7 separate regions of the Mus musculus genome follow, and all the other regions are linked to region 1. Evidence: chromatin contacts called from public HiChIP or PLAC-seq and promoter capture Hi-C data. All regions are on one chromosome and are shown on one strand. Each heading gives the region's core, a stretch centred on a gene start, on an enhancer-like site or on the middle of the called end of the contact. The rest is flanking DNA. Distances are from core to core; before and after follow the strand shown.

Region 1 (3,966 bases), core at 382-2,881:
TGTTGCGACCAATCAAAGGGCCGCAGAGGCGGAACGTTCCGCAATATGCTAATGATTCTCCTATAAACCGAGCTGCGAAGCTGCATCTCGGATAGAGCGCGCAGGGGCGCTTTCCCCAGCAAGTCTCTGTATGCAGTGCTGGGCAGTGGCCCTCCACCACCCCCAACTCTTCCGTTTCCCTGCTGCGCAGTTCTGTAAACAAGAGTAAACTCCGAGCGGCCATCCACGTTCAAAACAGAGCCCCCTGACCTCACAGCAAAGTTTCCCCAACAGCCAACAGTTCCCGGCGGGCACGCAGGCTCCGCCTCTTCGCCACTCTGGGCAGCCCGGGTCTTCGGGTGGGCTGCAGGTCCCTCACCTGCCCCGCTCCTCTCCAGCCAGAGCCCAGCTCGCGTCCACCGATCGCAGCGCAGTCGTACACCTAGTCGGCTGCGATCCTCCCTTTCACCCTCTTCCTCCCCAAGACACACCGCGCCGGCGCCCCTCGCAGTCGGCCCGGAGCCCTGTCCAGAGCCAAGAGAGGGCCCAGGAGAGCAGGGCCTGGGCGATCGCGCGACCCCGAGTCAGGACTGCCCAGTACTTTATGTAACACTTAGAACCAGAACCTGGCGGGAGGCGGCGACTCTCCGGACCCGCACTCAGCTCCGCCGGAGTACGGCCCGCAGCCCTCTCTCTAGCCCGGTGCCCGCGCCCTACGGCCGCGGCGCCCGCATAGCACTCCACCTCGCGCGGCCGCCTTCACCCCCTCCCCGAGGACGCGGCCGAGCCCCGCGCCCCCTCCCCCGCAGCACCGCCTCATCACTTCACTACAAAGAGCGCTTTGGTCGCGCAGCCTTGCAGCCAGCCGTTCGCGCTCCTTCCTTCTCCATGTCCCGGAGCTCGGTACACAAGGACCTCGGCGTATCAAAGGCGCTCCAGACCTTTTGTTCCTAGCCCTCCGAGGACGCTACCGGGCGCTCCGGCTCCAGCAGGACCGGTCAGCCTCGCCGCCGGGACCCAGGGATGGACGCGGCCGCCCCCGCCCATCCATCACCCGCCGTACCTTGGTATTTGGCGTCGATCTCCCGCATCAGCGAGACGTTCCTCTGCAGGTCGAAAGGCAGTGACTCGATTGAGTCCAGGTAATCCTCCACATAGTTCACCAGGTGGATCTGCTCCCCGTTGGCAGGACTCAACATGGTTCACCCCGGAGGTCCCCGGCGATTCGGCGGCTTTCCGCTTCCTCCACCCCCCGCCCCCCTCAAACAGCACTGCAAAATGCAAAGCTCTCTCGCCCTTCCGCGCCCCCCCGCCGCTCCGGCCGGGCTGGCCGGCGGCTACATCTGGCGCCTGCCGCGCCGCCTCCGGGGCCGCGGGGACCCCGGCGCCTGCAGGCGCGGGCCGCGGCGGCCGAAGCTCAAGCGCACACCCCGCCGGCCGTGCAGGCCCCCTCCCGGGCGGCGGGCGGCGCGGGGGGCCGTGCGTACTAGCGCGCACACACCCAAAGAGGGCCGGCCACCGCCGCCCACCCGCCACCAGCGTGGAGAGCGGAGAGAGCGGGGCCGGCTGCGGGAAGGGCGCGCTCCGCCGCCCGCCTCGCCGCACTTGTCCAACGTGGAAAACCCAAATACCAGTTTCAAACACTTGGGAAACATTCAGCCCCGCGCGCAGCGCGCATGCGCCCCGCCACCCCTCCTCCCGGAGGCGGCCCCGCCCCCACCGCATTCACGCCCCTCACCGTCCCGGGCCGGGGGGCGGCGGGCCGCGAGGCCGGCCCGCGCGGGGGCGTGGCCTGTCATTGTCGCTGGGGGCCAGGGTCGCCGAGGGGACAGCGGCGGGGTCGCCTGGGCAGGGGAGACCGGCGACGCGAAACTTTACTAGGAGTTTGACACTCGGTGGCGGACCTACTGGGCGGAGCCGCACGCCGGCCGGGAACCGCGGGGTGCTAGCCTGCTCCTCGAGACACGCCGGGGCCGGACGAGCCTCCAGATCGCTGCCTTCAAACCGACTAACCTGAGAAGAGCCACCCTCCGCTGGGTTAACTGCATTCCCCCGCCTCCTAGCGCGGTATAAATAGGGCCCCCGAACAGAAATGGCAACGGCGTCAGCCAATCCCCTTGCGACTCTTACCTCTGCGGCCAATCTGGACGAGAAGGAGGTGTGGTGGGATCGGCAACGCCCCCCGCACGCCTAGTACTAGAGAGCTGTCCTCTTCCAGGAGGGACGAGCGGGCGGAGCCGAGCGAGGCGGAAGTGGACGCGCAGGCGCAGCTCCCTGGCGATGGATGCGGACCCGCGCGGGAGGGCAGCTATCGACACGCAAAGGGACCACCACTCCCAGCATCCTCGGCGCCTCCACGCGCCTGCGCCTTCCGCCCCCATCGTCCCTTTGTGTCGCCTCCCGGTGCTGGGTTTAGAATGGCCTGGAGACAAAGGGGCCCCCGAGGGGTGCTCTTTTCAGCGCGGAGATCTACGGTGGGCGGGCTGGCGGGAGCAGCTCTTCTCTGATCCTAACTAGCTCTTCCCCTCCCTGCCGCATCTGAGGCTGCCCATGTCCTCGTCACACTGAGTTGGCAGCGGGCACCGCAGTGTGCTTCCCGCAGGGGAGCACAACCTTCAGCTTCCCATCCCGCCCTTCCCCCACAGCTGCCGGATTTAGGGCTTTCTGAAAAGCCCGGGCAGAGCGAGGGGTTGCCTAGGCGACGGGCCCCGGCGGTCCCGCCCTCTTCCTGCCTAGGCACCGCCCTGGGGCGGAGCCTGGCCTGTGGTCGCCACATTCGCGCCTTTGTATGGCTGGGACTGTGGTGCGGCTGTCCTATTCGCCCCTCTGAGTCCCAGGTCCTCAATCTTGCTCGGCCGCCTGGGCGAGAGCGGTGGACCCGCTGCTGTGGCCTCAGGTGCGCAGGGCTGGTGATGGCGCTCTGCCTCGCCTGCGGTGTCTGCTGCGCCGGGTCAGCTCGCAGCCTTCAGCCATCTGGAGTTTGCCGTGTTTCAGCCTCAGGCATTCATCCTCCGGCAGAACAAGACTCACCGCTTCAGAACTAGAGGGTGTAATTGGAAAGGATTTGGAACAGGTTCAGGAAACACTGTGATGCCCTACCCCCTTCGGCAGGTGTGAAAGTACTCCATGCAACCCCGTGACATCTACGACATTTCCAACGCTGTATATCTTAAATAGAGTCTTGTGGAGGGTCATAACGCAGCCAGAGACTGTCAGTTGAGTTAGATCGTTCAGATTGGGTCGTTTGCTTCTGAAGCACAGGGCAGTGCATTTCTGCAGGAGGAAGTTCGCTTGGCTGTCTGGTGCTGGTTTTTACTAGCAGAACCAACTGCTTTCAGCCCTAGTCAAAACCAGAATAATGAAGTTTTTCCACGTAATTGCCAGAAGAAAATAGTTGCACAAAAGGCTAACTGCATGGCTTGAGAACACGACGTGTAATTAAGTGTGGAGAGGGGTACAGAACTGAATATGAAATGTGGCCTTTTCCTCAGATCTTATAACCAGTTTAAAGGCACAATAGCAATTAAGAAACAGGTATTTTAGTCGCAGCGTGCGTTGGGCCATGAATGAACATTTATCTAGGTTTAATGAAGATTAGGAATAGTTGACCTTTTCCAAAGATAACCAAGCTGGAGTTTGAACCTGGTTATCTTTCAGAGTTACATATGCTTTAATAACCATTCCATTCTGTTTATTGAATTCATGGACACACAAACCCAAAAGGTATTTTATTCAATTGACCAGAATTATTTCACAAGTGCCTGTCACATGCTAACTACAATGTTTTTACATTCTGGAAATAGATTGGCAATTGTGTACTAATTAGCTTTATAAACTGGCTTTCTGAGCAAGCTCAAAAGACCAATTGATAAAATTAACTTACATCAAGCTTTTGTATATTTATACTGTATAGAAAAGCAAAGGCTAGGGAGATGGCCGAGTTAACCTGAATTAACCCTTGAATCTACATGGTGAAAGGAGAGATTG
Region 2 (3,966 bases), core at 517-3,016, 2.9 Mb after region 1:
CTTTTGTATTTGCCTGGGATAATGACAAATGTAATGTTAAATATAAATGGCTTGAGGTTATGTTTTAATTTCCTAAATGACTGGATAAACAGTTGAGGACCAAAATGATATGTGTGCAGTTACTGACTCCATGTCCCCTTTAGAAGTCACACAGGATTATTTTTGATTTTTTTTAAAGTATATTTACGTTGTCCCCAAAGTAAAATGCCTTGAGTGTTAGGGTATCTGGCTTACTGAAAATGGTATTTTTAGAAGCTGGGTTAAAACAAGTGCCCTTTTTTCCTCTTCTCCAGTAAAGGTCAAATAGCAGCTCCTGTCAGTTTTTTCAGTCAGGAAGTTAAACATTACTCTGTGTGTGTGTGTGTGTGTGTGTGTGTGTGTGTGTGTGTGTGTGTGTGTGTGTGTGTAACCCTTGTTTAACCTAGCGTGAATCCCATCTCCCCACCCACAATCATATTGCAGGCATAGTTAAAAATAGTAATTACAGAAAAGGGTTTCTTAAAGCTGTATTTTGGTGTGTTCAATACATTGTGTTTTGGTCTTAAACGAGTTTTTCCAAACCAATTCGTAGTTGCAGTATACACTAACTTACATTAAGGTTTTTGAAAGTCAACACTTTTTAAAGCTCGAAATTTGTTTTAAAGAAGGATGAAGGGGGCGGGGGGGGTGTTGGGAGTAGTTAGTAACTAAATCATGGGGCTTGTTTTTAAAGATATCGGTGTGGAAACTGCTTAGTTCCATTTGAAGAAGTTCTGGTATTGATGGACAGCATTGTAAGAAGAGACGTGGTTAATTTTTGCTGGGCCATGGGCTGTACATGGGACTGTGCCTTCCACCTACTTTGTTCTCTCTGATAACGGGCATCTTAAGCAAGTGGTTTTCGACTTGGGAATATCTGGATCCTTAAGATTTGATCCTGTAACCGGTAGGCTTGTTCTGAAGTACGGAGAGGCAAAAGTGGGCGCTAGTGGGCGCTGTGGATCCGTAGAAGTCACAGCCGTGGTTCAGTTTTTCAAAATCGGTCTTGGGCAAGCAACCGAGTATCACAACTGCCACTTCTCTGACTGATAGTTGTCCGGGTCACACCTAACTTCCTGGCCACTGTGGGGTCGCGGGGTGTCCCGGGAGCTAGTGAAGAAAAGTCCTCCCAGACGTTGGTAGTGGAGCTTTGGAGGCGCTGTTCTTGCGGGGAGAGGACCGGAAAGGGAGCGGGCGCACGGAGTTGGGTCTCGGGGTCGGGAAGGGCGGCAGACTGGCTCGCACTGCCGGTGGGCTGCTAAGGCTCTCAGCCTCGTGAGAGTCTGATTTGAGTTGCGTCGGACCGGGCCGGAACACTTGGTGCCAGAATCAAGTTAGAAGGCCCTCAGTTAATGGCTCAGAGGGATCCGCCAAGTACCAGGGCGCCATACGCGCGAGGGGCGGCAGGGAGCGAGCGCCACAAGGCGGAACGCTGCGTCCACCACGTCTCGCCCTATCCTAGCGAGGGCACTCGCCAGCACAGGCACTTGCCGGGCGAGGTGACCCTGCTGGTGCGAGTGGCTAAGAGGCGACCAACCCTGTGCCCGGCGCCCAGCGGGGCTCGTCCTGGGGGCGGGGCTCACCTGTCAGGGGCGCCCTACCTCTGGGTGCCCAGTGTCGGGTAGGGGGCGGCAGACTGACGGGAATGCTGCCCAATCAGCGCGCGCTCGCGGCGCGGCGAGCCAATGGGCTGCGTTTGACTGGGCGGGGCCCCGCGTTTATAGTGCTCTGACAGCGCGCCCGGCGCGCTGACTCTCCGCGGCGGGGACAGAGGCACCGGTCGGATCGCGGAGCTGCGCGCAGAGCGGGTCCTGGCGCCCTCCCCGCACACAAAGGCCCGCGCGCGTCAGACGCCTGCGGGGGTTCCAGTGCTCTCCTGACTGCTTAGTGGCCGCGAGTTGCGAGGATTCAGGAGGCGCCCTTTATCTCTGCGCTCCAGGACATGGAACCGCGCCGACGCGGCGCTCGCTTGCCCGGGCCACTGCCCGCTGTCCTGGATCTATAGTCAGGCGGCCCCTCTCGGGGAGCAGCACCCGCCGCCTCACACCGACTCGTCTCTCCGCTGCGGGCCTTTGTCCCGGCCCAGTGCCCTCGCCGCGCCCGCCCTCCGCGGCTGGCCCGGCACCCTGGAGCCGCACGGGAGCCGACTGTCCCAGCTGCGTCCGGCGCAGCGCCCCGGAGCCCCGAGTCCGCCGAGCCGCCGCGCCCCGCGCGTTCGACCCCACCCCGCGCGCTGAGGGACGCGCAGGGTGAGCGCACCTGGCCTCGGCGACCGCGGGAGCGGCGCGGCGTGTCCGCCCCGGAGGATTGGGGGTCGCTGCCCGCGGCCGGTCCCAACGCGTCCCGGAGTGCGCAGAACTGGGAGCGGCTTGGGCATGGCCATGGCCCGGTCCAGGAGGGACTCTGTGTGGAAGTACTGTTGGGGACTTTTGATGGTTTTGTGCAGAACTGCGATCTCCAGATCGATAGTTTTAGAGCCTATCTACTGGAATTCCTCGAACTCCAAGTAAGTGGTGTCCACGAGCCTTCTCTCTTCCGCGGTGCCCTCGGCCGGCGCCCGGGGTACGCTGTATGGTCCGGGCGGGAGGAGGCCTTGGACCCTGTTTCTAGAACCTGGGGCTCCTGTCCCCTATCCCCCACCCTTCCACATTTCTCTAGGTGGGGACCGGTTGATCTTGAGAGCGCGGGTTCCAAGGGTACTCTAATTAGGCTCCAACCTCAAGTGCTCTAGGAGTCCCAAAGCCCTGGCGACTTGGTGGCATGCCCGGTAAGGTGTCTGATGGCGCTACCCGGCCTCCTTTCTTTTTCGAGGACGGAGGACGTTGCCACTAACGGGGCTACAGACACACATTGGCGGGCTCCGAGAGATGCTGCGCTTGCGAGGAGCGCGGGAGCCACGGGCCGGGGCCCAGCGAGAAGGCGACAAGAACTGAGAGTCTGGGGTGGTGGAGCGTCCCTTAGAGGAAGGGAGCTGGGCCCGGGGCGTCCCTGAGCCGGGATACCTCGGCGCCTTCTTGCTAGCCCGAATGTGCGCGGGGAGCTCGATGGCTCAGCCAGAGAGCTCAGGCGGCGAGCTCTCTGCATGTCGGCCTCTCCCTTCGCGTCGGAACTGGTGGTCTAGGTCCAGTGCGGCGCGGTCCACTTAGGTGGCTTAATTTTAACGACGCCTTCAGGGCCCTACCCAGTCAACGCTGCAGCCTTTGCACTTGGGGAATCGGGAGTCAGACTTGCTTTTAGCAAAGCGCACAGTCGGGAGAAAACCAGGCCTGAGACTAACTTTCAGGTCTGGTCTCCCTGAGTGCGCTCCTTGTTTCGAAAATGCTAGCCATCCCTTGGAATACGCAGCCATGGCCCCAGTAACCGTGCCTGGGTGCTGCTTCTTACCTCATTTCCCAACCACCGCCAGAAAGTGCTGTGCGGAATTCTGGACTCAGCCCTAGGAGAGCGTGGAGACGCGGCTGGCTCCTGGTTGGAGTCAGACCTTTCAGATTAGAAGCAAAATCAATGGCCTAATTGGAGTTGAGCGTGCGGTGCACGGCTTCAGAGTAGAGGTGAACGAATTGTTTTTGAAATTACCACATAAGCAAAGAATTGTACCTACTCTCTTGAAAGTGGTAAATTTCAAATTCAGCAACATAATTGACCAAACACGTTTCCCTTCGAAAGGGCAAAAAAATCTATAGTTGTAAATGACTCAAAACATTTTTTTTTTTTTTGCCTGCTGCCAGGAGGCCCTTGTTTTAAACTTACTGCGGCCCCCCTCTAACGTAGTCTTGATCTGTTAAAGAATTTTTTCGTTTTGTTTTGTTTTTTAAAGCAAGGTGTTGCATTTGCTCTCCTGGCGTGGTATCTTTGCATCCACACGGGATCTACAGGCACCTGGTGGTGCCCGAAGGCGCCTGGCTGGGATCTGAGCGCTGCAGCCTTTGCCATTCGGACTGGGGCCCT
Region 3 (3,966 bases), core at 409-2,908, 2.9 Mb after region 1:
TACCCTCAAACTCCTGTCTATCTTGAAACACAGGATGGAATGTCTGCAGATGTCATGAAGATGAGGGTGCTCTGGAGCCTGGAGGGAAACTACACTCAACTCTCATAAGAAGGTGGTACGGGCCAGGGCACTTGCTCAAGACCTTGGTTTATGCCGGGCAGTGGTGGCACATGCCTTTAATCCCAGCACTTGGAAGGCAGAGGCAGGCGGATTTCTGAGTTCGAAGCCAGCCTGATCTACAAAGTGAGTTCCAGGACAGCTACACAGAGAAACCCTGTCTCAGAAAAAAAAAAAAAAAAAAAAAAAGACCTTGGGTTACATCCCCAGCACCACACACACACATAAAAAGAAAGAATGAGGCTACGATGGTGATGGTGTACGCCTTTAATCCCAGCATTTGGGAGGCAGAGGCAGGCAGATCTCTGAATTCCAGATCAAACTGGACTACAAAGCTAGTTCCATGATAGACCACAGAGCTGTCCAGGGCTGCAGAGAGAAACTGTCTCAAAAAAACCTACACATACACACACATACAGAGAGGTAGAGTGGAATCCTTACTGCCTTTGAACCTCCAGAAGAACCCTTCCTCTAAACTTCATGAATTGGACCTAATATGCAATGTTTCAGCATTAAAAGGTGGGCCCTTTGGGAAAGAGAGTAAGCCCTGGGGCTTTGGTTTAAAAAAAAATGCAACTAGTGTGTTTTGTGTGTGTGTGTTTTGTTTGGTTGGGGTTTTTTTGGCCTAGTGTTCTTAAGATGTTTACAAGGGAACCCTTATCTTATGCATTCTTTTCCCCTCCTAAGGTCTCCTGCTGGAAGCTCAGACAGAATCCTTAGCACAAACAGATCCACTACTTAATAGAGTTCTCAGCCTCCAGAACTGTAGGAAACAACTTTCTCTTGGGTATAAAATAATGAGTCATTGGTATTTTGCTATAGCAGCTCAAAAACTAAAAGACTCATTGAGATAGGCCACTACCCATTTTTCTTTTCGATGTCTTTAAAGAGAGCTATTGCTCTCTGGGACTAGGCCTTGAGCTCATTATGTAGTCCAGGCTGGCAAAATCCACAAAACTGTAACCTTTTAAATAAAACTTTATTAAGAGCATTTAACTGGCTCTAACATATACATTCTTAAGAAAACTTGGGACTCCTCTGGGCATTGTTCTAATTTATTGTTTGTTTACAATAAATTATTAACAATTTATTAATTGTTCTGGTTGGTATGTATGCATGCATGTATGTATGTATGTATGTGTGCAACCCCAGCTGGCCTCCAACTTACTAAATAGCCAAGGCTGACCTTGGACAACTGGTCCTTCTGATCCATCTTCTAGGGGCTAAAATTCTGGGCATGTACCACCACATCCAACTCACAATTGATACATTCTCAATGCTGGCTAAGGAAACAACAGGACTTTCCCAATTACTCGGGCCTTATCCTGTCTTTCAGCCAAGGCTCATCATAAATATTCTCCAACTCCTAAGGTTTTCGTGGGTCTTGTTGAGGTGAAAGTTAAAGACCTGAAGGCTGGCCAGCATTCTTCTCTTTAGTTGCCACGCAGCGGCGGAAAGAGCCGAGCGCGCTCGGCCGCATTCGCCGGCCCTCCTAGGCGACGTCGTCAGGGGGCGGGGCTCGTGCCGGCACGCTCGGCGCGGGGCATTGTGGGAAGGGCGGCCGGTGCTGCCACAGCTGCCATCTTAGGGACTCCGGGCCGGGCCTGCTAGGCCTTCGCGGCGGAGGCGGCCGTGTGCGTGGCGGGTGCGCTTGGGGCGAGGCGGAGGGTCCGCGGGCGGGGGGCCGCGCTTCCCAGCGGCGAGGGGGCGGCCTGCGGCGGGCAGCGGGCGACAGGCGGCGGGCGCCGCGCGGCGCGAGGATGGGCCGGTCGCGGAGCCGGAGCTCGTCCCGCTCTAAGCACACCAAGAGCTCCAAGCACAACAAGAAGCGCAGCCGCTCGCGCTCGCGCTCGCGGGACAAGGAGCGGGTGCGGAAGCGCTCCAAGTCCCGGGAGAGCAAACGGAACCGGCGGCGGGAGTCGCGCTCCCGCTCGCGCTCCACCAACGCGGCGGCATCCCGGCGCGAGCGGGAGCGCGCCTCGTCCCCGCCCGACCGCATCGACATCTTCGGGCGCACGGTGAGCAAGCGCAGCAGCCTGGACGAGAAGCAGAAGCGCGAGGAGGAGGAGAAGAAGGCGGAGTTCGAGCGACAGCGAAAAATGTGAGGGGCGCGCGGCTGGAGGCGCGGGGCGCGCTCACGGGGGCCGGGTGGGGCGGGAGCGCCGGCCCGGAAGTCCGAGTTGAGGGCGCGAGGCGGGAGGTTGGCGGGGCTGCGGATCCCCGGGCCCGAGGCGTTGGAGCGCAGGGCACCTGTGCGGGGGTCCGTCCCGGGGCGCGCCCGGCTTGAGAGTGTGGGCCCTTTCTGAACCTCCTTTCATACGGTCGTTCAAAGACAGATGCACAAAGTTGCAGCGGACACCCGGGGTGCCTCTCCGGCCCCTCTCTTTTTTGTCTTGGCCTCAGCCCCTCTAGTGAGCATGCTTGACCCTACTGTTGACCCTGCTGTTTGCCCGCCTAAATGCTTCTAGTTTCAGAGCGCTCTTATCCGAATTTTTCACTTAGGGCAAAACCGGTTCCCATCAGGGGACTGGACTTGAAATTTGGGGGAAGATCACGTGGTTTTGAGTGAGGCGGCTTTCGATGTGAAAGTAGGTGTTGATGACCCAACCAGAGTAAACTTGAACGTTGTGAAGTACTTTTTTAAAAAAGATGTGCCCAGCCCCCCTCCCCCCCCCCGCCCCAGCCACGTGGAGCAATAATACTAAGCATATGTGTTCCCTGTTAAGCCAGCCATCGTTTCCGGAGTAATTAACTGAAGACTTGAATAAGTGGTTATGAAGCAGGAACTAGGTAGTTTGTGTATATGACTTGTGTAGGGGTTTCTATTTTCTGCAAAAAAATAGAAGGCAGATTTTTGTGGTAGGCAGGTTTTCCAGAAGCCCCTAGGAGGGAGGTAAGGGATTGAACACAGCGAAGCACTGTAGTGGAACTGGGGTCTTGGCTTGTACTGTTTCTCAGTACACCTTGGCCACATAGAATCCTGTTAGGATCTGGAACAAGCCTGTAGCTTAGTAGAACATAGACATAGTTGTGTGTGACAGTTGACAGTTCTCCACGTGAAAACAAAGGAGTCATCACATTGCACGTGGACAGCATAGGATGAAATGAAACATCGATAGAGCTGTGTTCAACTATGCCATTAGCATTGAGAAGGGAAAGGGACAGGGCTGGCAGCCAATGCTAATACTAAATTCTCCATATCCACTAGACACTGCTCCAACGTGGTCTAATGTTTTGCAGAGAATACACTGAAAAGACAATGGAGATGGTGCCTTGGGAGTGAGGGAAAGTAGTTTGCTTACAAATATTGGTTGGCTAGTTCATTCAGCTAGTTTACTGAACCTTTAATAAGTGCCAGGGTCAGTTGATAGGAAGATGATCGATTTGCTCCTTCTGACATGCTCTAGCTCAGATGGCTGGTAATACTATAGTAAATTCAGCGGGAGTATCTCATCAGGAATGCAGGGTAGGCGATGGTGAGGCTGTCAGGCCTGTAGGGTGTGTGTGGACCAAAGGAGTAAGCTGTCTTCCTGGTTCCCTGAGAGAACAAAGTGGAAGGAAGAATGGAAAAGGAACTGACTGAAAAAGTATTGAGTATTTGTATTCGTACAGTTGGGTGTGGGATACAGGCAAAGCACTGGAGTTAGCTGTCAGGTTTATAGTGTTATTACTGCAACTGTTCTCTACCTTCCGTTGCTTTAAATGAGACCAGACTGTCAGGCAGTGTAGTTGAGAGGGAAAAGCAGGAGTCTGCCCTTGACACACCTAGGTTCTGTATATAAGAAAGAGCTTAGCTAACTAAGGTGGTGACAGACAGGGCTTTACTCTGTTAATAAAACCTGGGGAATA
Region 4 (3,966 bases), core at 1,067-3,566, 2.5 Mb before region 1:
TCTTAGGGTTTTACTGCTGTGAACAGACACCATGACCAAGGCAAGTCTTATTGAAAAAAAAATCAACATTTAATTGGAGCTGGCTTACAGATTCAGAGGTTCAGTCCACTACCATCAAGGTAGGAGCATGGCAGCATCCAGGCAGGCATGGTGCAGGAGGAGCTGAGAGTTCTACGTCTTCATCCAAAGGCTGCTAGTGGAAGACTGATTTCCAGGCACCTAGGGTGAGAGTATTAAGCCCACACCCACAGTGACACACTTACTCCAACAAGGCCTCCAAATGGTGCCTCCCTGGTGCAACAATATACAAATCACACATGGCTAGCCTGGCATCTGAGTGAATGGTGCTTGTGGTCAACTGAGCGTGATACAGGAATCCTGGTGTTTGCTGGAGTTCTTGGGAGTGTAGAAGCTGGCGTGGTGGTCCACATCCAGCACCTTCTGTTTTCCTTAACCGGCAGGCTTTTGTGCCTAGGATTCCAAAGGTGGTAAAGATCTGCCCTGAACAAACACGACTGTGAATCAGGGGATCTCGTCTTTGACGTGGCCACAGGACAGTTGTCACTGGTCATCCTCTCTAGTCAGTCTTAGGTCTCCTCATCTCTCAGTTTTCCAAAGCCCAGAAGTCTTTGTGGCTCAATTCTTAACCACCATTGTGGCCATGCTGGTTCCCTCCATGATCTCCTAAGTTTATGCATCGAAAGCCACACAGCACAAGTTAACAAAGGGCTTCCCAAAGGCCCCCCATGATGATCCTGAAACCCCAACTTTTCAGCTTCTGAACCAAAACTCTGAACCCATTCTAAACTTTCACTTTTCTACCACAGACCAATCTGATGAGTCAGAAAATTTCCTTTGCTTTGCCTGCAAACACATCCACACTCTGACTACTCTTCCCACAACCTTCTATGTCACAACTCAGATGCTAACGATCAACATTTCCCTTATGGCAATGGGCTAGCAATGGACTTTTGCTTCATCTGCTACAACCTCCTTTTAACCGAGAGACAGAAGCCACTTCCTTGACATTTACATTGGGTCATTTCACTTCGAAGCTCAATGCATCAATTTTACACATCTCCGTTTGAAGTTGCTTCTTCCATGATCTTTACCAGTAAAGTAGAAGAAAGCAGCAGAGACCTATTATTAAATACTGATTTATTGATTCATTTCATGACTTATTCAAAGCACTGCTTGTCCTGCTTATTTGACAAGCATGTCTTTACTGGCTACTTGGAACATAACGACCTGGAGAAATAGCAGAAACATTGGGCTATGTTACCCTTAACAACCTGCTGACTGCCTCTTAGGCATCTGTAAAATTTCGCTTGCTTGCCCACCCCACCTTGTGGTTTTAGAGTATAAAACGCAAACAACAGACTGGAGCCCAACCAAGCCTTTCAGGAGCAACCCTGGCTTGAGTCCATCTGCGACATCTCTTCGCTTCTACTCTCACTGATGTCCGAGTGAGTGTTCCAGAGAGTCCTGCAATAGCAACAACCGCGCGCCTTCTCTCCTTCCAGATCCAAACCTGCGTTAGATAGGCTCTAAAAATGTTTTGAGCATTCTCTTCATAACATCAGGTCTTCCTCTTTCATCTTCTCAAAGATGAAACCCAAATCATTTGCTCCTGCATTATTTCCCTTCAAAGAGCCCATCTCTTTGGAATATGGTCCTTACAGTCTTCTTGGTCATGCTCCTCTATCTGACCTTTCATGAACGTTACCACCAGCTTGCAGACCATGTAGGAACTTGGCAGTCATGTTTCTGAAGACGCAGTTCAAGGGTGAAGACTCAATGTCAACAGGGAACAAGGGCTCCAGCGCGGTAACACAGCTGGTCTAAAAGCAAAGTGGAAGACGACACAATGAGAGGGATTCGTAGACGCGAAACAGATGGGAGCATCTCCAGCCGTGCAGCGGTACAACTGGCAGACGTGGTGAGGGGCGCGCGGAACGGATTGCAGGTGTCTGGGGAACCTTGCCTTGCTTCAAGCCTCCAGACCTTCCTTCTCTCCTCAGCAACCTTTCTCCAGCTTGCACTCCAAGTTCCGCAAGTGTGCAGAGCCGGTACTGTCCCCAGCTGTGTCTTGGCCCACGTCCATCACAGGGGCAAACCGCAAACCACAGGAGCAGAGCTTTCAGGCCGTCTGCCTTCCGCGCAGGCTCCAGAGCCAGGCTCCTAGAGGCAGAGTTTAAGCCACGCCCGGGCCGCATACGAACCAATCCGCCCCCGAATATGGATGATTGACATCCAGCGGCGGGGAATTCGGGTCCGGATTAGGCACTCCTAATATTGTGGGCGGGCCTACACGAGAGGAATCCGGAAGCGCCGCGCGACTGGTGGCGGCTGGGGCCAGAGATCCCGGCTGGGGTCCAGTATGTCTTCTCTTCGGAAGCAGGGTAGGCAGGAAGCGCGGAACGCGAACGGAGACTGGATCCGAGATACCCAGGGGTGGCGGACGTGGTAGGCTGATGGCCCTGAGCACTGAGGGATCGTAGGGGCTACAGGGACCTTGAGTGTCTAGGGCAAGATGGGACATGCTGGGCCCTGAGGTACCCTTCTTGTGGTGGCTTCCCCTTCCTGCTGGCTGGGTCTGGCGCTGTCGCAGCTTTTAGGGGCCTTCGTTCTCCCTGGACCACACTAGTGGAGCAGAGGCCTCACCGGACTCTGGGATCTTCTTTGCTGGGGCGGAGCTGGCGCGTGGGGATGGGGATTGGGGTGGTGGGTGGAGGACACAAGACCTAGAGTCTGGAGGATTGCCTTTACCTAGGGCAGCCAGGCCTGCAGTCATCTCTGGGTTAGTACCCTGAGGTCCTGAAGTGCAGTTCATGTGATAGGAGTAGAGAATATGAGACTTTTCTGTGTTTAAAACATGCTTCTCTCTTGTGAAATGGGAGGGAGGTGGAGGAGACGGCTAGTGGCAACTGTATATAGTTAATAAGTATCTGCTTAAAAAGCAGGAAACTAATTTCTCTGCAAGCAAGAAAACCATGAACAAATTAGTATAGTCCCCATCCTTAACTAGCGACTTTCCACTTCAGCCTCAGTGACTTAAGTTTCATCAAACTTTATGGGGGTGGGGCGGGGGGGGGGGTTGGAAGTAAGATGATCTCAGGGATCAGAAAGGACAGATATAACCCTTTCAAAACAGTCTGATCTGATGTTGTGTTTCAAGATGAACATAAGTGTTCTTTACTGAGCAGCAAAACCTTTTTCTAATCCTTGCAAGGAAGAGGATACAAACACTTTATAGGTTCAGCTGTTTCCTGGGTTGACGCCACACCCTGTGCTTTCTCTTCTTGAATTCCCTTCTATGTTCGAGATGCTTCAAAACTTGGCATTAAATGCAAGGAATTATATCATCTATAAAGCACCTCGCCAACTTTAAGACTCTTTTTAACCTCAGTAAATTAAGGTAAAATGCAGGAAAGCTTTTGGTCGTTTTAATCAGACACTAAACTACTCTCTGAAAACAGTCTCTTTTTCTGTTGAAGAGACTATATGACAGAATTATCAGGTAAAATGTAAATAGTTGAAGGATACTGTGTTTTCCAAAGAGTGGGGCTTGTGAACCCAAAACATAAACCTGGAAGTAGGCATTTAAGCCTGAGAAGGCCAGCTAGGATGCCTCATGGTGGTTATATGGGGATGGAGGAGGGAGGGAAAGCATGAGAGAGATGGGAAGAAAGGTTTCTAGGAAAGACTCAGCTTGGTAATGAATAAGATACCGAAAGAGACCTAGATCAGAGCTTCAGGCCAGCCGCAGTGTCTGGATTGGGCAGCGTTAACACTGCTATGGCTAGAGGAGACCACAGAAGGAGGCCTAAAGGAAGAACCTGACTGATCTGGTTACCCACATGATGTCATGCAGAACGAGGCAGCAAGTTCCTTTGTTTGCCTGCAGAGAAAGAGCAGCAGATGTGTAGGGAGAAGACTTCGTGTTTGAAGGACAAAGAGAAATAC
Region 5 (3,966 bases), core at 836-3,335, 2.2 Mb before region 1:
AAACTTTCATCAAACATCGTAAGATAACTTAGTTTTGGAACACAAGGTTCATTTATTGGGAAAAGGAGCCTGTGAGAACTTACTCCCCAGCAAGGTCACGATCCCTCCCGTTCTTATCTCATGGAAGGTCTGGGATGCTTTAGTTTATAAGCTCCGTCAGCACATGACGTGACAGTAAGAGTTTATGACCTTATTTTAGCTGTGAGAAGTTAACTGAAACTCACTGACCTTTATTGCCAATGAAGATATAGCCGTCAAAACGGTCTCTGAACAGCAGGATGTCATCAGGGTTCCTAAAATTAATGTATGCTCTGGAGTAGACATGAGGATAAAGGCTGAAACCGAGGCAACAGTGGTTAGTAAAACGGACGGCCCTTGATTCTGCCTTATCTCCTATGAATAAGCAAATACTTTTTCATGCCCGAGAATCACGTCTCAGTAAATTTTAACAATTTGGATATTCCTTAGCAAAAAAACAAAACAAAACAAAACACCCCGAAGATAAAGCAACCATTAACTGAAGCCTTAATTATCCAGGACCGCCTCTTCTGTACAGAGCCAAGGGTAAAATACTAGACTCCAGAAGTCACCATGCCATGGGTACTTTTAGAGCCATTTCTGGTACATCTGAACAAGAACGAGACTTGTCTAGGCTCCTTCATGGATGACATGCTGTATTTTGAATGGGTGTCAGACCACGTACCAAGGAAAAACTAAATCATTCTCCCCGTCTCACACACAACTCTTTTCACAGGTAGGAACGATTCCATTCCATTTCACAAAGAATACAGAAGTTTAGAGAAATCTGTTGTTCGTACAGAGGGTGCAAGTTACAAGCTGGGACCGGAATTGCACACCGAGTAATTGCACACTGTTCTTTTAGCCATTTTTCTAAACTTCAGCCACCTGAAAACCACCTGTGGTTTTTCAAAGGATACCCATTTAATTATTCATATTTTTATTAGAATAGACTTTAAAAAAAATAACAAAACAAAATTGGTATCCCAAAGGAAAGCGTATATGACACAAATGAGAAAGAATACCATAAAAGGATATAAAAATAAGTATCGTGGAAAACCCACGAATTCCTGTGGCACTGACATCTGCTGCTTAGGTCAGCCCTGCGTTGCTCGCATCCCCACAGGCAGGGAACCTTCTGGCTGGGTGGTGGTGCAAGCAATGAGAGATTCCACTTCTCAGGGCTCAGTTACTGGTCCCTCACTAGGGAAAACACTCCAGACTCAACGTGTGTAAGGGATGCAGTCCGGTTTTGCTCATCATACAGTTTATTAAAAGCTACGCCGAGGAAGGCATGGTAACGGGCTGACGAGGTGACTTGCCCGCTCCTAACGTGGGCGTGCACTGACAGCTGGGAGGGGACTGCAACTGCGAGCGCCCGCGGGGTCCTCCATCCTTCACCAGTGGGTGTCCCGCAGCAGCCCTCACCTGAGGTCCGCAGCCACCACCTCGAAGTAATCGTGCGCCGGCAGGGGGCGCAGTTGCTCTTCCAGCTGCTCTTTGGTGAGGCCCGGGGGCAGACGCCGGAGGACCACCTGGGATGACCATTGCGTTCACTCAGGTGCTGCCGCCCGCCACGCCCACTCAGCCTGAGGTTCCCCGGAGCTCGGGGGACCGCGGCTCCCCAGCTCCACCCCGACTCGCTAATCCTAGTCCAGACTGCTCGCAACAGCCCGCATCACTTCGGAGACTAGGCTCCGCCCCTGAGATGAACAACCCGCCCCGCCCTCCCCAAGCCCCGCCCACCGGGGGGCTTAGAAGCCGTCCTCTCGCGAGACTTGCGGGCCCCGCCCCCACCTTGCTCAGGGCTGTCCTCTTCTCCTCGCGAGGCTTGCCGGCCCCGCTCTCACTTAGGGTCGGGGCCGGAGGCGCCGCCGACTCCTTCCGCGGTGACTCGCGGCGGCAGTGGGTCTCTGAGCTCGATAGTTTCTCCCTCCAGCTCGGGCCCCGCGCAGCCAGGGCTGCGCCTAAGCCTCCGGCCCCCTCTTCCGAGCGCATCCCCACCGGCCGGCCGGCCGCCGCCACCTCCGCGAGAACGAAGCCTCGCGAGGACTAGGCAGCCCCTCCCTTGGAATTCGGTGTTCAGTGTCCCCTCCCCGGCCCTGACAGGGAAGGGGCGGTGCCAATGCTGGCCCGCGCCTGTAGGGGGCAGCGCGGCAGTTTTTAAAAGACAGCGGACGTCCTAGAACGGCGGCGACGGTGAAGGAGATCGGTGCTGCCAGCCACGCGGAGAGCAGATGCTCACTCCGGACGTCCCGTGCGCTGCTGACCTGCGGTGGGGACTGGGAGCCCCCGGTCCACCCGGAGTCACTGGGACAGTACCGAAAGTAAACCCGTCGCTCTCCTCGCCCCACTCTGCCCTCCGCCTCCCTCCTACACGTTTTCTCTGTTGAGACAGGGCTTTGTGTAGCCTTGATTGTCCTGGAACTCACTCTGTAGACCTGGCTCTCCTGGAGCTCAGAGATCCTCTGCCTCCTGGGATTAAAGGCGTCTGGCTTTTTATTTTTATTTTATTTGTAGCAGATATACGAACAATACAGTTTTCCCATGTGCTCAATGATGTATAGCACCATTCTCCCTACGTTAATGGTAAAGGAGAATGAGAGATTTTCAGAAATCGATCGTGGCACTCCTGAAATGTGACGTTTTAAATAAGCCAAAGACTCAAAACCGTTTAGGTCTGCGTCAAACAGGCCTCAAACATCGAGAGTTCTATAAAAGCCTGGGCAAGAGCGGTTTTCCAGTATTTCGTGTTGCAAAGAAAGCTAGGACTGAGCCCATCACTTGAACCAGCTCAGTTTGGAATAACCAGTTACACTGACCAGAAGTTCTGATAGCCTCTTAACCTTTATTAGGAAGAAAACACACGTGTGAGAGGCTGATAAAAATGTGGACGACGAGTTGTCAGGAAAAACCAACCCATACCCAGTTGTTAAGATAGTACAAGGTCGATGGATAGTAACTTCACAATGGAAGAAAGTTGGAACATTACAAGCTTGGAGCCAAAATTATCTCGGGCTGGCTTTTGCCCCCTTAAAGATAAAGCCATTGACTGTCCTCCTGTGTGCCTGACCCAACACCCTTTCACCTGTCTGGCAAACTGCTGGTTAGTTTATGTCAGCTTGACTCAAAATAGTCACTTGGTTGTGAAGAGGAAAGAGTTGAGGCATTATTTTCATCAGATTGGCCTGTGGAACAGTTTCTTGACTAATGGACGTGAAAGGGTCCCACAGCAGTTGGACCTTGCTTGTAATAAAGCCAATAAGCATTCTCTGTGGCCCTGCTAGTTCTTGCCTCCAAACTCCTACTTGAATTTCTTCTCTGATTTCCCTCACTGAGGGATGTGACCAGAGAGCTAGAAGAGGAACTAAATCTCTTCCTCCCACAAGTTGCTTTTGGTCAGTGTTCAGAGTGTAATGAGTTGTGGAAACATGAAAGATACCATTGAAAGAAGAGAGACATTATGAAGTATCAGAGGGATACCAGGGATGTTCTTGTGATATTTGGATTAAGAATCTACCTTTATTGGGACAAATAATGATGGTTAGCTGGGGATGAAGAATCAGTTGTGATTAATAAGACCAGCATCATCAAAGTGCAATTTTCTGGATATACTTCCTAAAGGTCAGCACACAGACACTGCAGTCCAGATGCAGTCAAGGCTATCTCAAGCAGGAAACCTGACTTGGTAATGTGTACCCCACATAGTGGAACTGATTGTGTAGGCATGAACGCTGCAAGATTTAAGAGGTCACAGAAATGAGCTGAGATTGAAACTGGAAAGAGCCAGGAGAGGCAGTAGAAACTCCAGCATGCTGGAGATGCTAGGACTGCAGGACCATGTCAGGTGAGGAGTGGAGCCTACTTAAGCCTACCAGACAAGCTGTGAGTTGTGGATGGCAGAGCCAGCCTGAGACATGGAGCTGCCCAAGTCCCCTGGAGCCCGGA
Region 6 (3,966 bases), core at 429-2,928, 2.2 Mb before region 1:
TTCTCATAAAAATAAAAAATTGGAGTTCTTTTAAACACACACCCAACATGAGGCCCCAGTGGCGTTTCCGACATCTCCCACAGCTTCGGTACTTACTTTGTCCAGCTTGCGTGACCGGAGCGCATGGGCTGCTCGGTGGTACTGCGCTGTGAGGTAAAGGCACTGAGCCAACCAATAAACATCCTGGGGCTCCTCTGAGGGGCAAAATTACACAAGTGGTCAGAGGCTCATGGGGAGCTTTCTAGAGATTAATTAGGGGAAATAAATTGCATGTCACTCACCATGAGAGAGTGAAGCTACCTTGTCTGCCCAAAACAGAGCACTTTGATACTGTTGCTGCATACAAAAAGCAAACACAGGGTGACTGCTGTTGCCCCCACAGTCGACTAATATAAATCCACACACCAAATCCACCACTCACTACAACACGTTCTTAGATGTAGCACGGGGCCCACCAATCACCTGTATTTTACAGCTCAGCTAGTGTGAGTTTTAGGTCGTCATTACCGTAAGAACTTCATATATACAATTCAAGATAGCAGTTTAACTCATACACTACCAAAAATGTATCAGCTAGTATCTAAAACAGTGCATAAGCGATTGAAATGCAGTCATCTAGAACTTCTGATACTGACATTTATGTAATAACACTTCCCACAAGCTCAAATGAATCCTAAAGTAGCATCTAGCAGAGCACTAGATTCAAATATTTCACAATTAAACCCATAACCCTTAACAGTCACTGGTCATGGGCAATGTCGCCCCCTGTAGTCAACTCTAACAACACTTAATCTGACAGCGGAAAGACACTCAGGAATCTGTCCTGGTTAGTGCTGATCCCTAGCTCTTACTGCCTCTGCCTCAGTTCCTCAGGATATAGTCAGAACAGGGTAGCCCAATGAGTAGCCAGGAGAAAGTCTTATGGACCCGAGAATCTGCTCTGAACAGATGCCCCCAGAGTGAAAAAAGAGGCCCACATTGTCCTCTCTACATCTCAGTGCCAAAGAAAATAATCACAAACCGACTGCCCCTTAGCACGCAGCCTTCCAGCGAAGTGCAAACCTCTGGCTCATTCACTTAGCATCTCTTCCGTTTCCCATTTATCGGGAGAGCAAGCATTTTAGCAAAAAACCAAATGACATGACAATGACGTGGACCCCAGAGACACCCCTTCCCTCGAATAGTCCCGGCTTGTCCACTCGAGAGCAGCGCGGAGGCTGAAGATCCAGCACGGGGTATTGTTTCCAGTCCTAACTGGAGACAGCTAGCTTGTCTTCCCAAGTATTCTGTCCAATAAGAAACACAACTAAATCCTCCCAAATGTCCTACGGTCCGGCCAGATTCCAAGGTCCCAGTGCAGCCGTCCCAGCCCAGCCCAGCCCTGCTCCCGCAGTCCACGCAGGATCGGAGCCATCGGGGCCGCGCTCCCCGCCGGGCCCCACCGCCCCGAAGCCCAGCGTCCGGCCCCCCGCCGCGCACCTGGTCCAGGTACTGCCGGACGCGTTTGCGCAGCGGCTCCAGGTTCATGGCCGCGAGGCCAGGGCAGGCACCCGACGCCCTCTCGAGCCTCCGCGCGCCCCCGGGGTGTCGAGGGACCCAAGCCCGCCGACCACCGCCCGGACCAGACCCCGCGCGCCACACGGCACTTCCGCTCCGACAGGCCCTACCCCGGAAGTCCCGTGCAAAAGCGTTCCCCCCGTCGGGTGTGTGCCCACTCTAATGGTTCCGTGGCGATCTTGGGCGCCAGCTCCTAGTCCTAACCTGTTCGCCTTTGTCCGGGAGGGAAAAGGGATCTAGCGGGACTCCGTGCCTTCCGGGAGTGGAAGAGACGCTTCTATAGCTACCCTTCTCCCTACCGGATATTTTTAAGATCGAATTTTTCTCTCTACAGTCCTGGGTGGTCCAGAGCTGTCCCTGGGTACCAGACTGGCCTCTTACTTTCAGACTCCTACACACACACACACACACACACACACACACACACACACAAACACACCTCCTTGGGTGCTGGAAATAAAGAGGTCCATCACCACACAGGGTATTTTGTGTTCTTAAAATTCCATTCTGTGCACTGTGCAGCCTTTTGAAAGTATAGAGACTGGTACCACTCAAATGTTCTGCTCTCACCCCTGTGAGCAGTTGGCTGCATCCTTTTCTGTGAATGACACATATGTATGACAGGGTAATATTTTAAGGACACACACACTTTTCCTGTCTTCTCCATTTGTAGGTAGTGATCCAACCGTACTTATTGACTTGAAGCGGGTGTGTGGTAAGGCATAGTTGACCATATTTACGGCTGTTTTCATTCATTTTACGAATAGAATTGTTTTATAAAGGAAATTTGTGCTGTCACCACAGATGGTAAACATCAAAGACAGGAATTTAATCTTTAAGTCAGATGTTATTCAGAGAGCTAGTTATCTGAGAAAGAAGCGGATTAACATTCTAACACCCCGTCTTTTTATCTCATCTCCAGCCAAGAAAACCTTATAAAGAGCAAACAAAGGCAATTATTCCAAAGTTTAATACTGCCTCTGGTCAAGGGTCAGCCTTACTCCTGAGATTATACTGGTTTGTGTCTCCGTATGTCTCCTGCACTTCTTCCTGTTATTGCTCTGTGCAGCTGGGTTTGCACCGTCCCAGGCTGCCGAGACCTTCATTGTTCCTGGAGAGACACTTGGGACAAACAAACGATTAGCAGTGTGTATGTGTTGAGCTATTTGCAGAATGCATTGCAGGTTTCTTTACGACAGTACGAAGCACAAGTGTATGCTTGCAGAATATTAAGGAGCCCCATCTGCCTCTCCTGTCTGCAGTGAATTTTCCTGAATTGTCTTGAGTTTCCCATGATCTCTCTGTAAAGCCTACAACAACACTATGGAGTTCCTCTTTTCCTTTGTCTTCCCAGATGTAGCGACTACAACATATCCTACCTAGCATATCCTACCTAACATATCCTACCTAGCATATCCTCCTCTGCATCCTTTCTGTACTTTGTCTGTGTGTGTAATTACAAATATATCTCCTCTTCTACAAGCAAGCTGAGAGGTACAATATTTCATTCTGAGACGTGCTTGGCTCACGAGGATACTTTAAATGCTTTTCTTCATCGGAAGCCACCTTGTTCTTTGCGATGTTTTATAGAGTTCTCCAGTCTGTGGCGGTAGGTCCCATGTGACAGAGGAGAGCTATAAATGTGGCCCAAGGGAATAGTATAAACTTCCTTAAAACACTATGAGGTTCGTATGTGGTTTGTTTTGTGTGTAACTCAACTGTGCAGTTCTCTAGGATAAACTTTGTGGCCCAGTGTCAACAACACCTGAATGTTTCTTGTTGTATCCATCAGAGTAGGTTGAGCTATGATGCAATCCCTTTATCTCTTGCCTGAGGGGCTGTGATACTCAAGGACTGGACCACTGCGTGCTCTTAATTGCTCTGGCACAGCAATACTCTTAAGTTTATTTGGGAAGGAGTATCTGGATGTGATTGATTTTGAACCAGCAGAGTAAAGCAGAGGCCCTTCCCAGTATGGATGTGCCTCTACATCCAACCTGTTAAAGACTAACTGGGATAAACCTCAGTCTCTACCTGGCCATTGGGCACGGGATGTCAGTGTCTCCTTGCTGTGGCTCTAGCCTGTGCTCTGGCTGGAACTTATTATCGCTAGCTTTTGCACTAATCACTTTATCACCTGATAAGAAGCAATGTAAGGGGGAAATGGTATACTTTAGCTTACACTTTGATAGGACATTGTCATGGCAGGGAAGGCATGGTGGCTAGGGTGTGAGGGAGCCTGTCACTTTATGTCTGCAGCCAGGAAGCAGAGGGATAAATGACTGCCAGTGCTCAGTTCTAGTACTTTCCTTGTTGATTCAGTCTGAGACTCCAGTATACAGTATGGCTCCACCCACATTCAGGATGAGTCTTCCCTCTTCAGTTAAGTCTTTCTGGGAATATTTTCAC
Region 7 (3,966 bases), core at 759-3,258, 2.1 Mb before region 1:
GATGCCCTTGAGCGGTCTAGCGTGCACCTGTGTGGAGCAGGCACCTCCCGGGTGTCCTCCTCAGAATTCAGCTTCATCTTCGGTAGCAGGCCGTCAGTGTGGAAGCTGCTCACTCTGACTGATTGCCTTTGGTTTTATTAATTAATCCAGGGGAAGCCTTCTCCTGGGAGTGTCTGTCTCTCTCCTGGCTCTCCTGTCCTGGTGGCCATGATGCTACCACATCCTCTTTGATGCTGATGGTTACCAGCTTTCCTGTCAGCTCCTGGTCCCCTTTCTGCCCCTGTCCTCGCTTTTGTCAGGGCCTAGCTCTGCGGCAGCTCAGGGTTAGCTCGTCTAGTCCTTCTACGGGCATCTGTCCCTGTGGGAAGTGCCAGTCTTGGTCAGGTGGTCTGGAGTGGGTAAGAAAGAAGGCTGCACAAGCCAACAGACAAGGCAATAAGTAGCGCTCTCCAGTGGCTTCTGCTTCTGTCAGTCCTTGCATCCAGGTTCCTGCCTTGACTTGATGATGAACTCTGAGGAAAATAAACCAATTCCTCCCCAAGTCCTTTTGTTGGAGAAGGGTCTACTACAGGGTTTCTCTGTGTACTTCTGGCTGTCTTCAAACTTACTCTGCAGATCTGGCTGGTCTTGAATCCAGAGATCTGCCAGTCTCTGTCTCCTGCACTGAGATCACCACCTCTCCCCTCCCCATCTTATTTATTTATTTATTTATTTATTTATTTATGGTTTCCAAGTTGTTTTTGGTCATGGTGCTTTATCACAGTACAGCAGCCCAGCTAAAGCAGTCTTTTGGTGATTTTGTGTCCTTCCCCACCACCACCCCCATCCCTGTCCAGTCATGTGCCTCCTACCCAAGTTCTCTACCACTAAGCTGAGTTCCTGAGCCGGAGATTCAGGGTTTTAGATGTGTTAACCCAGAGCGGCTCCCTCTCTTCCCAGTCAGAGCCTGTCTATGGCACAGCAGCTTCTGGAGGGTTCCAAATCAGCTTCTCTGGAGTTCCAGCACCTTCCTGGGTGTCCTGCCTATACACTGTATTTCTGCTCTTTGGCTGCTGGTGAGAGAGCTACCGTATAGCACCAAGGGATTTTTGTGTCACACCTTTCAGTTGGTGTATCAATGACCTAGCCTCCTGACTCCTCAAGCGATGCCACTTCCGTTTTCAGTCCTACCGAAAGGCAGGCCTCCTTCAAACCCACTGCAGAGGCTATCTCTACCGCCACTCCCCACCCACCAGGGCCTCTGGGAGACACTTCTGTGACTACTATAAGGAACGAGGGACTAGAGCTCTTGGCCCTCTAGGAAAGCTGGGAGTTATGCCAGCTGCAGGAAAAACTTAGTGGAGGGATCGGGGATAGGACCTCACAGTATCGTTGTAGAGATACAACAATTCTAAAGTTGCATACCAATCAAATTGCCAGTAAGCACCAGGTTTGAAGGTTCTGGAATGCTAAATTCAAGGGCCGCGTTGAGGCTGCCCAAGCACACCACAGGGTAAGCAGGGACTGCTTGCTGGGCACAGGGTCCACTTGCCCTCACTTTGACAGCATATCACCTTCTGATTTCTCCAGAGCGATCGGCAGGTGTCACTTTTCTCAGTCGCTGAAGCTGGGGCTAGAGGAAATCTTTTCCTTTCATACCTTTTGTTTGAATATAGCTTTTTAGATTTTAAGTGCGAGTCGGTCTTACGGGACCTGGCGGTCAAAACACAGATCAATACTCACGATCTCTCTTTGTCCCAGGTCCAGAGAGACCGGACCAGCGAGGGCTGTGAAGAGGGACCGCTTCAGGGGCACTCCAAGGCAAGTCCCTTCCGATCCCGCCTTAGAGTCCGCCTCCGCCTCCTTACAGACCCGACCAATGGAATGCAGTGTTTGACAGTAGGCGGAGTCGTACTACCCCACCCCATGCAGAGCCTTAGCCAATGAAGATCGGGGCTCTGGCGAAGGAAGGCGCCCGCAGCCCCGCCCCCGAGCTCTGCCAATGGAAGGGCGCGAGGCGGTGCACCCGGTCAGAGCGCGGACCGCAGCGCGCGGGGCTCTGGGGGCATCCGCAGCTCGGCTCCGTCTGCCGGCTTCTTCCCCTGTCTTGTCCCCCTTCTGCGGCCGCGCTGCCGGGCCCTCGCGCGTTGGCGAGGTCGACAAGCAGCATGGCGGTGGAGGAAGAGGGACTGCGGGTCTTCCAGAGCGTGAGGATCAAGATTGGTGAGGACCGCGGTGGCGTGGGCAACTCCCCAGACCCCTGTTCTTGGTATCCGGCCGGGCTGGACCGGCTCCTCGTGTTTCTCCGCCTAGACTGCCCGGTTCTCCGTGGCATTGCGGGGGAGGAGGGACCTGTATCAGGGGGCGTCTGTTTGTGGGAGTGAGCGCGCGTGGTTGCCTGCGTGTGTCCGTGTGCGCAGCACCGCTCCAGATCCCAGGCGCCTGACTTTACATGCACGAGCACGCGCGGATCCGTCTGGGTGCTCCCACTTCAGGGATCGGGTCTACTGATGTCAGTCTCCTGGTGTCCTCTCCACAGTTGTGCGCAGGAACTTATTTCCCAAGGAGGGGGCGCCCCTTCACCTTTTCGGCTGCTGCAGGCTTCGAGGCCGTGCACGCGCGCGACCGTGTGTGTGTGTGTGTGTGTGTGTGTGTGTGTGTGGTGTCTGCGCGCTGCAGGCCTGGTGATGGAGCCACCAGCACCTCCCCCTCCTTTCATTGAGAACTGGCCGTGGGAGCTGTGGCCGGCAGGCCTGGCATTCAGGCTGCTCTGGGCTGGTCGGGACTTCGGCAGCAACGCTAGGAACGGGGAGTGAAGTGGAACTGGAGAGACCTGGAGAGGACTTCCTGATTTTTTTTTTTTTAACCTGGAGATTTCGTTTTTCCCAGTTGTTTTTTATCTTGTGAGTGACGTGTGAGTCTACTTCCTTACAGTGGTTTTCTGAAGTGACCGTTACACATCAAGTCATTAACACACTGGGCAGGGGCCAATTTTCTTGGAAGGAATTCTGGGTCCTAGTGCACCGTCCCTGTAGTCTTTTCCCTCTGAACTGCGCCCCACATTACTGGCCTGTTCCCATGTGAAAAGGCCCCTAGTGGGTGGCAACAGTCACAGCCTGGTGTCAGTTGTTGATGACATTCGATGCTGTCTGAAGAATGCCAGCTACTCGCAATCAGCGTGTTGCTTCCTGTCCGCTTTATTTTGCTTTTGAATCATCGCCCGAGACAGTTTGATCTTTGGTTCAGAAGCGCTGCGGAGAGCATGTGGTGTTTGGGCTGGAGCAGAGGGCACGGGAGGGATTTCTCTTGCTCTTATGCCTGGAATTGCTGTCAGTTTCCATCTGAGGAAAGGGGCTGCTTTCTGTCCTCTGTGGGCAAAGACTACTTGTGTGAGGGTGGCCAGCTTCAGTTTCCTTCAGCCAGATCCTCTGACCAAGTGAGTCCACCAGGCTCCAGGGGTGCTGTGCCCTTTTGCTCAAGGATCTGGGGAGGTTGCTGTGGAATACTGCTGGGGCAGAATCAGGTCAGTTGGTGAGAAGGGTCCAAGACTTTCTTTCCCTTTCAGTACAGTGTGCTTGCTTCAATCCTAGCATCGGCTACTGTGCACACAGGGAAAGGTTTTAGTTCCATTCAAACAAAGAGGATTTCTTTTCCAGAATGACATAGTAAATAAGACAGGAGGGAAGGAAAGACTTCAGTCTGTCTGCCGGAATCGGGTCTTCACTAGGGGAGCAGCAGAGGGGACAAGTCAGAAGGTCCCTCCTCCGTTGCTAGACGTTGAATAAGGGTATGATTGGAGCCTTCATTGCCTCTGACTGCATAGGGGGATGGTGGCAGTGAGTGAGGTTGGGTAGAGGCGTCTCTGCCTTATCTTTCCTCATCATTTTTTTTCTCAAGAGTATTTACCTGCAGGGCTGCTCAAGAGGGGTGGCCCTGTGCTCTCCGGATGGCGTATGCAGGGAACATAGTAGCTCTGCAGATAGATCC

What was found. Promoter capture Hi-C pulls out the DNA fragments that hold promoters and counts their contacts. HiChIP or PLAC-seq counts read pairs in DNA pulled down with a chosen protein or histone mark. Capture Hi-C pulls out chosen DNA fragments and counts their contacts.
Region 2: a contact with region 1 is called in an H3K27ac HiChIP or PLAC-seq map of thymic regulatory T cells, with 11 times the contacts expected there. The contact joins the promoter of Efnb2 here to the promoter of Ing1 in region 1. A contact is called at or near these places in 1 of 39 promoter capture datasets (liver) and 3 of 115 datasets of contacts at active chromatin or transcription factors (pro-B cells, regulatory T cell precursor and thymic regulatory T cells).
Region 3: a contact with region 1 is called in a promoter capture Hi-C map of adipose tissue, with 2.6 times the contacts expected there. The contact joins the promoter of Arglu1 here to the promoter of Ing1 in region 1. A contact is called at or near these places in 2 of 39 promoter capture datasets (erythroid cells and liver), 1 of 484 Hi-C or Micro-C datasets (regulatory T cells), 1 of 115 datasets of contacts at active chromatin or transcription factors (pro-B cells) and 1 of 9 other capture datasets (adipose tissue).
Region 4: a promoter capture Hi-C map of liver shows a contact between it and region 1, with 3 times the contacts expected there. The contact joins the promoter of Erich1 here to the promoter of Ing1 in region 1. A contact is called at or near these places in 2 of 39 promoter capture datasets (liver and pre-B cells), 1 of 484 Hi-C or Micro-C datasets (B cells) and 1 of 9 other capture datasets (liver).
Region 5: a contact with region 1 is called in a promoter capture Hi-C map of liver, with 4 times the contacts expected there. The contact joins the promoter of Upf3a here to the promoter of Ing1 in region 1. A contact is called at or near these places in 3 of 39 promoter capture datasets (the C10 cell line, erythroid cells and pre-B cells), 2 of 484 Hi-C or Micro-C datasets (CD4 T cells and embryonic stem cells), 2 of 115 datasets of contacts at active chromatin or transcription factors (astrocytes and double positive thymocytes) and 2 of 9 other capture datasets (adipose tissue and liver).
Region 6: a promoter capture Hi-C map of stem cell-derived epiblast-like cells shows a contact between it and region 1, with 4 times the contacts expected there. The contact joins the promoter of Cdc16 here to the promoter of Ing1 in region 1. A contact is called at or near these places in 7 of 39 promoter capture datasets (the 3T3-L1 cell line, the HPC-7 cell line, hippocampal neurons and 3 more), 1 of 484 Hi-C or Micro-C datasets (CD8 T cells), 1 of 115 datasets of contacts at active chromatin or transcription factors (thymic regulatory T cells) and 1 of 9 other capture datasets (adipose tissue).
Region 7: a contact with region 1 is called in a promoter capture Hi-C map of pre-B cells, with 2.9 times the contacts expected there. The contact joins the promoter of Rasa3 here to the promoter of Ing1 in region 1. A contact is called at or near these places in 2 of 39 promoter capture datasets (liver and pre-B cells), 4 of 484 Hi-C or Micro-C datasets (B cells, CD4 T cells, CD8 T cells and 1 more), 1 of 115 datasets of contacts at active chromatin or transcription factors (thymic regulatory T cells) and 2 of 9 other capture datasets (adipose tissue and liver).

Annotation. Positions count from the first base shown.
Region 1 is chr8:11,554,122-11,558,087 of GRCm38.p6, reverse strand. It overlaps Ing1 (inhibitor of growth family, member 1), which reads right to left and starts at 1,631. Exons shown (of 2, transcript NM_011919.5): 1 at 1,043-1,631. The coding sequence starts at 1,178.
Region 2 is chr8:8,659,042-8,663,007 of GRCm38.p6, reverse strand. It overlaps Efnb2 (ephrin B2), which reads left to right and starts at 1,766. Exons shown (of 5, transcript NM_010111.6): 1 at 1,766-2,524. The coding sequence starts at 2,394.
Region 3 is chr8:8,688,229-8,692,194 of GRCm38.p6, reverse strand. Arglu1 (arginine and glutamate rich 1) reads left to right here and starts at 1,658. Exons shown (of 4, transcript NM_176849.3): 1 at 1,658-2,218. The coding sequence starts at 1,878. It overlaps Mir7654 (microRNA 7654), which reads left to right and starts at 2,033; the gene lies at 2,033-2,102.
Region 4 is chr8:14,088,677-14,092,642 of GRCm38.p6, reverse strand. Erich1 (glutamate rich 1) reads left to right here and starts at 2,316. Exons shown (of 6, transcript NM_001034862.2): 1 at 2,316-2,402. The coding sequence starts at 2,381.
Region 5 is chr8:13,783,734-13,787,699 of GRCm38.p6, reverse strand. It overlaps Upf3a (UPF3 regulator of nonsense transcripts homolog A (yeast)), which reads right to left and starts at 2,085. Exons shown (of 9, transcript NM_025924.2): 1 at 1,816-2,085; 2 at 1,447-1,553; 3 at 229-335. The coding sequence starts at 2,016. It overlaps Gm46032 (a long non-coding RNA gene), which reads left to right and starts at 2,644. Exons shown (of 2, transcript XR_001778519.2): 1 at 2,644-3,966.
Region 6 is chr8:13,755,368-13,759,333 of GRCm38.p6, reverse strand. It overlaps Cdc16 (CDC16 cell division cycle 16), which reads right to left and starts at 1,678. Exons shown (of 18, transcript NM_027276.3): 1 at 1,480-1,678; 2 at 282-336; 3 at 97-194. The coding sequence starts at 1,527. The region is part of intron 1 of Gm46032 (a long non-coding RNA gene); the gene reads left to right.
Region 7 is chr8:13,675,629-13,679,594 of GRCm38.p6, reverse strand. Rasa3 (RAS p21 protein activator 3) reads left to right here and starts at 2,008. Exons shown (of 24, transcript NM_009025.2): 1 at 2,008-2,202. The coding sequence starts at 2,148.